2 separate regions of the Mus musculus genome follow, and region 1 is linked to region 2. A link is a contact called in public HiChIP or PLAC-seq data. All regions are on one chromosome and are shown on one strand. Each heading gives the region's core, a stretch centred on a gene start, on an enhancer-like site or on the middle of the called end of the contact. The rest is flanking DNA. Distances are from core to core; before and after follow the strand shown. Region 1 has its middle 120 kb from the start of Gm39242. Region 2 overlaps Gm42040 (a long non-coding RNA gene).

Region 1 (4,006 bases), core at 253-2,752, 130 kb after region 2:
CTTTCTCCTTCCTGAGATTATCTGACTATTAATTCCTGCCATAAAATTATTGAGAATTATGTTTTTCTTTCCACTTAAAATTGGATAGTATTAACCCATAAAAGGTCCTGGCTTATTTTTAAACCAGTAAATATTTTAGAAATTCATTTTATTAAAAGAACCAGATGTGGAGGGTAGCAGACTTTGGAGTGTGGGGCTAGGTCTTTAACTTCAAAGGGATGTAATAGTCTTTTATTTTCTGGGGTCTCCATTATTTTCTGTATCGGTGATACATTACCTGGAGTCGATGGTGCAAGACACGGATGAGGTTGGAGGTGCTGAAAAACGCACTAGAATCATCTCTGAAAGGCAGATGGATTTGGAGGGGACCATGCTAGATCATGGAAATGAAAAGAAAAATCTTAGGATTGTAGGTTCAGGGAAAGTTTGCTTTTTTTTTTTTTTTTGGACTGTGCCTCAGGAGGGTGGATTCCTCTCAGACCTGGGAGCAGTTGGGAGCAGTTGTGGGGGGAAAGGGGTCTGGAGTCAAAGCAGCATAAAAGCCGTGTGGCACACAGCAGCCAAGGAGAAATGACAGATGGCTCACGTTAAAACTGAAGCAATTTCACTGGAACAAAAGAATTAACTTTGAAGGTTCGGAACTTTCTCTAAGTCCCAGATTGTTCTGAACCCTGTGATAACACACGAGGCTACCTGCTGTATTGGTTGCTTTCGTTCTTCTGCCGTAGCCCCCCCTCCCCACTCCCCTTTGTTGTTGTTGTTATTATGGGTTCTGAACAGTTTGCTGGAGTCTCTTTAGGCCCCCGGAGGCTCACCCAAAGAAACTGTAACCCAAACGAGTAGACCCTCATATTTCCTTTTAAAAAGCGATTTTCCCCTTTTTTGTGGGGGGGGGGATTCATTGTGATCTAGAGAGGCTCAGTTTTAGACTTTTAATAGAATCGCCTAAGTTTGATGCACAGCTGGGGCAAGCCCAGCCATCCACAGCACAGCTAGTTTCTGAACATTTAATTTTATATTTGAATAATTCTCCAGATCAGGCTATAATCATGAATGTCATATAAAAAGTTTTTTTTAAAAGAGGAAATTACATTATTTCACAGATGTGCAAATACTTCTGAGAAAAAAATTACATTGATCAGTTTTTAATACCCCCCTGTCTCACCCTTCAGTCTAAGGGAAAAATAAGCCCCCCCCCATCTTTGTCTTCAGAAAGGTGCTAGATTGTAAACATCTGAGGGAAATGGAGGGGGCTTGGCCAGTCCACCCCAAACTCCTTCCAGGTTTTCAATCTTTTCAGCAGCAGCCTTCAGTCTGCAGAGAAGAGGGAGGGTCTACAGAATCTAAAGAGAGACAGGAGATGTCTCTGTTTGTTATTAAAATTTAAAGCACAAGGTAGGACTGCAAGTGGCTAATTTTGAGTCCACTCACTTAAGGGGAAAGGTCTGAGGCAACCTGTGCAAGGTGGCAACTTGGAGCTAGCTGGTGAAGGCAAGTGCCACAGGGGAAGGCTTAGCTGTGACAGGGGACAGTAGGTGAGCGGTCACAGCCGTTCCCTTTATAGGGTCTGAAACAACGGCACGTGGGTATTTCATTCAAAACTGTGCAGACGAACATTCAGGTTCATTTAGTGGGGAGACACGATTATTCTTTGTTTTGGAACAGGAGTCTGTTTATTCTCCTTCAGATAAAAGCACTTTGGAATTTCTGTGGTTTTTTTCCCCCTAATATGAAACATTTCTGAAAGGGATGACAACGGGAGGAAGAAACTGTGGTGGCCATTTCAGGGATAGTCAGTCACCTGTGGTGGGAAGCGTCCCCTGGTCACTCGGGGCTGAACGACGGAATGTCCCTGAGTCTGAAACAAGGCACGTGAATTAAAAGTCTGGGCCACAAGCGTCCCTGTGTTTCTTTCGTTAACAGCTCTGACCAAGTGATATAGCACGGCCTCTGCCCTCATAGAGTATTTGGATATTTGATATGGTGTCATAAAGATACCATGGAAGTAAAAAAAAATTGCATTAGCATTTGGCTCATGGATAATGATTTGTGTAAGCTATGCTGCAGTTGCTTAGTTCTTCTGTGCTGAACCAACGTAAAATTTTATTTTTATCTGGTCCCAAATAGTGAGATGATATTTAAAAAAAATAATGAACTAAAGGGTTATATTCAGATCAATATGTGTGGTATCACAAGCAACTCTTTGTCTTGCCAAAATCATGCACATCAGATGGAGAAAAAAAAAAGCTAATCTGAAAATGCCAGGTTTATTTTCTGTGTGCAGGCAGTACCAAGCTACGAGGGCTCTTATCACAGTGTACCGAAAGTCCTCAGCACAAAAATGTGTAACGAAAGCTGTTACTCGGAGTGCGGCTCATGTATTGGAACGGCTGTGACAGTGAGATACAGTTAAACACTTGTTCAATTATAAGAAAAAGAAAGTCGGAAGGGGACTTGATTTCGATAAGAATTTTTAAAGGATCCTTGAAATCTCTGAGGAAACCTTACTTCCAGTTTTGAGTCACAAACTGGGAGCCTTCCCTTGGACTCTCTGTCCCTTTCTCTCTCCTTACCCTTGTCCGATCCCTGTAAGTAAGGGTCCTGTCATTTGAACAACTTTCCTGCTAAATCCTACTCATTAAAATAAAACCTGAAGGAGCTGGGTTAGGGTTATTTGCAAATTATTTCAAGTGTTTGCTCTTTTATAGCCTCGTGGGAAATGGGGGAGTCGTCTTGTCATGGGCTACCCCTCTCCCCTACACTCGTTTTGCTCTCAGATGATTCTGACACTTTTCTGGCAGATAGATTTTTATGAACACACAAAAGGCTCTCACTAATATTGGTAGCCAGTGTTTAGTTCAGGGAGTCTTTACCCAGACCTTTGATGTTTTTTTGTTTTTGTTTTCTGAATGCTCTATTAACATGTGTGCAGTGTGTGTGTGTGTGTGTGTGTGTGTGTGTGTGTGTACACACGAGTGCACGTGAGATTGAATGTACTTCATATATGCTTGTTTGAAATACAGATAGATATACATATACAGACATGTGGCTTTTGTGCCCTTGTTTTGTTTGACACATACATTCTTTTTCGGAGACTTTGGCTATATAAGGAACACATGCTCCCATGTGTAAAATTCCTTTTGTTTTAGGTTAACTTTTTACTTTCCAAGCTGAGTGGTCTGTATGCTTTGTTAAGCAGGTAGGGCTCATTTGTTAATGTCGCCTCTTCTGAGGCTGACACCCGAATGGTGTTTGTGGGGTGGGCTCAGAAAGATCATCACTGCAGTATCATTTTGAAATTGTTCTCGTCAGAGGGGGGAAAATAAATAAATAAATAAATAAATAAATAAATAAATAATAAAAGAGCCACCAACCCAAACCCAAACAAATCCCCAAGCTGAAAAACCTCAGCCTTTAAGCAAACAAAAATCCATGCAATATTCTTTAATCTGGAAGGCTACGTGGTTTACTTAACCTTGACTAAAAATAATAATCTCAGGCATTAGAGAGAGAGACCCAAATCTTCAGTGTTTATGACTAAGACCCCCGCCCCCCCCCAGCAGACTGGAGAACTGTCTCCCCTTGTCTGTCTCAACTTCACAGTCTCCACTGGCCTTAACGTATTCGAATCTCTGAAAATGAGCAGAGGAAAGAAAGTCCTGAACTTTTCTAAGGAGTTTGTTGGGTCTCTTGGTATCTGAGAAACTTTACAGAAAGGTCTATGTACTCAGTTTGGGAGGCAGAGGGAGTGGGAAAAATGGAGAAAGCGATCTTTTTTTTTCTTCCTTTCTTCCCTTCTATTGAGGTTGGTACGGGCCACTCCAAATGGGATGCTGGAATTTCCAGACCCTGTCTCTATCTTCTGAGTCCTGTCTGTACCTGGAATAAAATGTTGCCGTTGAACTTATTGACATAATGGTCCCCATGGGGACTTATAGCCATCAAAGTAAAATTTCACAATAAATCCAGAGGCCACCTGGAGGACTGCCATTAAAGAGCTTTTTAG
Region 2 (4,130 bases), core at 1,270-3,769:
TTGAGTTCAAGGCTAGCCTGGTCTACAGAGCTAGTTCTAGGATAGCCAGGGCCACATAGAGAAACCTTGCTCAAAAAATATTTTTTTTTTCATGAATTTAACTTCAATTGTTTTGTCAACTACTTTATCATATGAAAGTACTGCGAATTTAAAACCCACCAATGCCTGCTCTGCCCTTCTGAGTGATGTATTTGCATGTGCTAGGACATCTCTGTTTATGTCGGCCGTGCAAAGACTGGAAGATCAATTCTTCAAGCAAACCAAAGAAGCACTAGCTCGAAAGCACATGCATTTATTTCCAAGGCTCCTTTTGTTTTAGGTAAATTTAAAAGTGTACCCGTGATATCAGAGACGTGATATCTGTCCGCTTATAGTCAAGTCATTGTTCCTACTGTGGAAAGACAAGCTTCCTGTTAAGAACTTTAGCCCGTAAAGGGCGGCAAAAGCAATGCTAAGTGGGATGTGCCAGGCAGGCCGGATAACAGAACCTGGCCACGGTGCTCGTTAGGGAGACTGGCTTTGAGACTCTCTTGAGTCTGAGCTCCTCCAAGATTCTGTCATCTCTCTGGTTCTTGCTGGATTCACTTGTCTGAGTTTCGCTGGCATCTGGATAGAGATTCAGCCAAGAACCAGCAGCCAGGGATGGACCAGAGGGAGGAAGGGAGGGATTGAGAGGGAATATGCTTAGCCTGTGCTAGGCTCTGGATTTGGCTTCCAGGCATCTCTTGCCTTCTCTCTGGCTGATCTGTACCCAGTCCGAGTTTCTCCTCTGAATTTCTCATTCGCAAGGCTTCTTAGAGGTAATGTGGGTGTGAAGCCTTGATGCAGCAGGCACATCCTTTCATTTCAGGGAGAGGATCATTTATATAGAGGAAATGTCGAAAGTGAATTTTTATATATTTAAAGAATTTAAGCTATTTACCCAGAGGCAGAAATGATTTGAGGCTCAGGGAAAACCATCATGGATAATTTGAAATTCATGCATCATTATTAGATTTAAAGTCACATCCTTCTTTATCTACATCACATCCATCTAACTTTAAGAGAAGCCTCCAAGAGGTTTGAGTGGATTTTATTATTATTACTGTAAAGAGATGGCACCCCTTTAAAAACAAAACAAAACGAAACAAACCCTTGGTTTTTCACAGTAGTAACTAATGCTATAACGACTGGCGTCTACCCACACGTTTCCCAAATTCAATGTAGGCAGCTTTGCAGTATGACCCTACAGTACCTTTCTACAAGGAAGATGCAGAGGACCAGAGTGGCTGCCTAGAATGTTTATTGAGGATAGTGCAGAGTATGGAGGTGGTGAGCTTGACGTAGTCCCATACTTACTTCAGCATCTGACTATTGGCTATTGCTGTGGGAACCTGATGTTTTCTCCATATTTATATTAGCCAGACTTGAGTAGAAAGGACCCCCGAGTGCCATTCATCATCATTCTTCCTTGAGAAATGTTAGGATTTTTTTTTTTAAACTCTGTTCAGGATGGCTGGGTTATTTTTGCCTCTTCTTCCTTCCTAATTTTTTAAGGATGCAAGAAGGCAGGGTTTTTGTTTGTTTGGTTTGCTGTTGTTTATTTTATCTTCTCATTCACTTGAATTTGGTTTCAGCTCGAAACAGTTTTTGAGGACCAGAAAATGAATCTTGTAGCAACCGAGAACCCAGATTGCTAGCGTGGCCTGCAGGAGCGTCTGTCAGCTTGTACGTTTTCTCTTTTTTGAGAATCCCATTAAATTTTATTCAGGAGTCCCTTCCCAGCCAAATGTATTGTTTCCATGGATACAATTAATGGGGAAAGCAATTTATAAGACTGATGTAAAAAATGAGCACGCCATCAGCCCCCCTGCCGGTCACATTTAGAGACTGGGAGAAGGAGGTCAGTTCTTGTGGGCCCGGCAGAAGCTCCAGCGGGGAGCACGACAATGGGAGCCAAAGTCTTCTGGAAGGGTCTGTTGAAGTGTAAGGAATCACCTAGAAAGATGTCAGGACGCGGAAGATGTCACCCAAATGGGACGTCTTTTCACGCCCTTCCTATTTACAGAATCTACTGTGTGAAAACCTTAAAAAAATTTCCTAAACCAAAAGAAGCAGAGACAACCTTCCCCTTCTCGTGAATGCGAGGGGGATTTGGCGCAGGACAGGCAGAGCTAAGGTGGGGTGGGACCCCGGAGAGGATTATGTCATCAGTTATCCCCATCACGGACTCACACCCTGACACATAAAGTTATTACGACCTACATTAGGCTTTTCTCAATTTGTATCCATTTCTCTTGAAAAACATACCGTGAAGTGACGCTGGCATCAGTTCACCTCATGATCTAAAAACCTTGAAACAAACTGGTTTTCTAGGCATTTAAAGCTTGCCCCTACCCCTGACTGGACCCCCAACCTGAGCCCCAGCTCAGGACTAGAGGAGAAAAATCTAGGGAGATTGGATGTAAAAATTCCAGCCCTTGCTGTACACGTTTCTCCAGGTTTTGGAATGACTGTTAGGGGTTTGTTGTCTGTTTTCTTCTTCGCTCACCCTGATTTGAGGGAAGAAGGAAGTCCGAACCACGGTTTTATTCCACCGTGCACCTTGCCCGGGACACCCACTAAGAAGTTACCTCTTTCTTATTGTCTTGTACACACTAGAGCTGTTTTGGAGTAAGCCAGTGTAAAAAAAAAAAAAAAAAGAAGAATGTGGACGAGTCTCTCTCTCTCTCTCTGAGAGTAAGTACAGTTTAATTGCTTACAAGCAAACATATTTGGAAAACTATTTGTTTATATTTTAGCACCCAGCTGTCTTGTATTGTTGACTGCCTGAAAGATGTGGTTTTTTTTTTTTTTTAAACCTTTCTTCCCTGCAGAGGGCAGTCTCTCTCCACAAAACAAACCCCTGTGCCCAGCAGCGGTGAGTGTGGAGAAAAAAAAAGCATTATAATTATTTTTTAAGCTGTGAATGTAAATAATTCCCCTTTTTCCTTTGGATGAGGCTATAGGAGGAAGGGGGGAAAAAGAAACCTGTTCTACATTGGAAAATTATAGATTGTGCATGACTCCGGTGTGTGTGTGTTTCCTGTCCTTTTGTATATTGTCTTGCTGACCAATTTTTAAAAAAAAGATTGAGTGGAATTTTTTTTTTCTTTTTGAATAAGCATTGAGCAAGAGATAACAAATAAGGTCTCAAATGGAGAGGGAAATGGCAGTTAGGAAAATAAGAGACCCATCAGGCTGGGTTGTAGATTAAAATACATGTATAATAAGAACGTGAGCACCTACAGATTGCCCCACCAGTGCAACCAAAGTAAAACACCACAAGCTGTTATGTTTTTAAATACAGAAATTAATTCTACTTTAAAGAGGCTTCTATCAGAGGTTGGAGATATTTAATGTGGAAAGTGTGAGAAAATAGGTATTTCTTTTGGTCATATGTCTCTCCTGTTTGATGTGTGTCTCTGGCAGGGAGAGGAATGGATTAAATAGAGGCAGGTAGTCTGTAGAAACCACCCCAGTAAGAGTGGTCAGACACACCTAACTGATGCTTAGATAAATGCATTACAGCAGAGTCCTCACACAGTTCAATTTGCTTTTCCTGGACTCCAAGAGGACAGATCCTTTCTGCTGACCAAGAGAAGAGCTTGTAGAGAGATTCGGGCAGATGCTGAGAGGGAGGGGGAAAAACCCAGTACTACAAAGGATCATGTCAGCCCATCAGCTTCAGTGGGCAAAGTCAGCTCCAGTTTGGATGTAGCAATTCCTAACAAGACCCCAACCCTTTTTACATGATTTTCTTTTTAAAAACTGAGAAAACACAGAAGAGAACTATGTAAAATGCTCCTTACATACACAATCACTCACGTGAGGGGAAATGTGCGGAATCTAGTGCCCGAGGACAGACGCCACAGGGATCTGTGCCTCACACTGGTTTTCCCTGATTCGAATGCGAGTTTGGAAATGGCTCTGAGAATTTTCCTGCCTGCCCATTAACTTGCAAAGAAGCTGGTTTCTCCAGCTCCTTTTTTCCTAAAGCAGCTCAAAATACGATTTAAAAAAAATGCGTATTTAATGTCCAGATGATTTTGCAAAGTGTCCTCTATTTATTTATCCCACACTGCCCAGTTCTGCTCAGGTGCAGTTACCAC

What was found. HiChIP or PLAC-seq counts read pairs in DNA pulled down with a chosen protein or histone mark.
Region 1: an H3K4me3 HiChIP or PLAC-seq map of embryonic forebrain shows a contact between it and region 2, with 6 times the contacts expected there. The contact joins two enhancer-like sites. A contact is called at or near these places in 19 of 484 Hi-C or Micro-C datasets (cerebral cortex, cortical neurons, cranial neural crest and 8 more), 12 of 115 datasets of contacts at active chromatin or transcription factors (craniofacial prominence, differentiating embryonic stem cells, embryonic basal ganglia and 7 more) and 2 of 9 other capture datasets (embryonic stem cells and embryonic tail).

The regions. Positions count from the first base shown.
Region 1 is chr8:107,948,284-107,952,289 of GRCm38.p6, forward strand. No RefSeq gene overlaps it. Among named protein-coding and RNA genes, the nearest start is that of Gm39242, 120 kb to the left of the region's middle. Within about 2 kb of position 1,503, at least 7 of the 459 cell types and tissues checked have an H3K27ac peak or open chromatin away from gene starts, as enhancers often do.
Region 2 is chr8:107,813,117-107,817,246 of GRCm38.p6, forward strand. The region is part of intron 1 of Gm42040 (a long non-coding RNA gene); the gene reads left to right. The region is part of intron 2 of Gm39242 (a long non-coding RNA gene); the gene reads right to left. Among named protein-coding and RNA genes, the nearest start is that of Gm39242, 19 kb to the right of the region's middle. Within about 2 kb of position 2,520, at least 6 of the 459 cell types and tissues checked have an H3K27ac peak or open chromatin away from gene starts, as enhancers often do.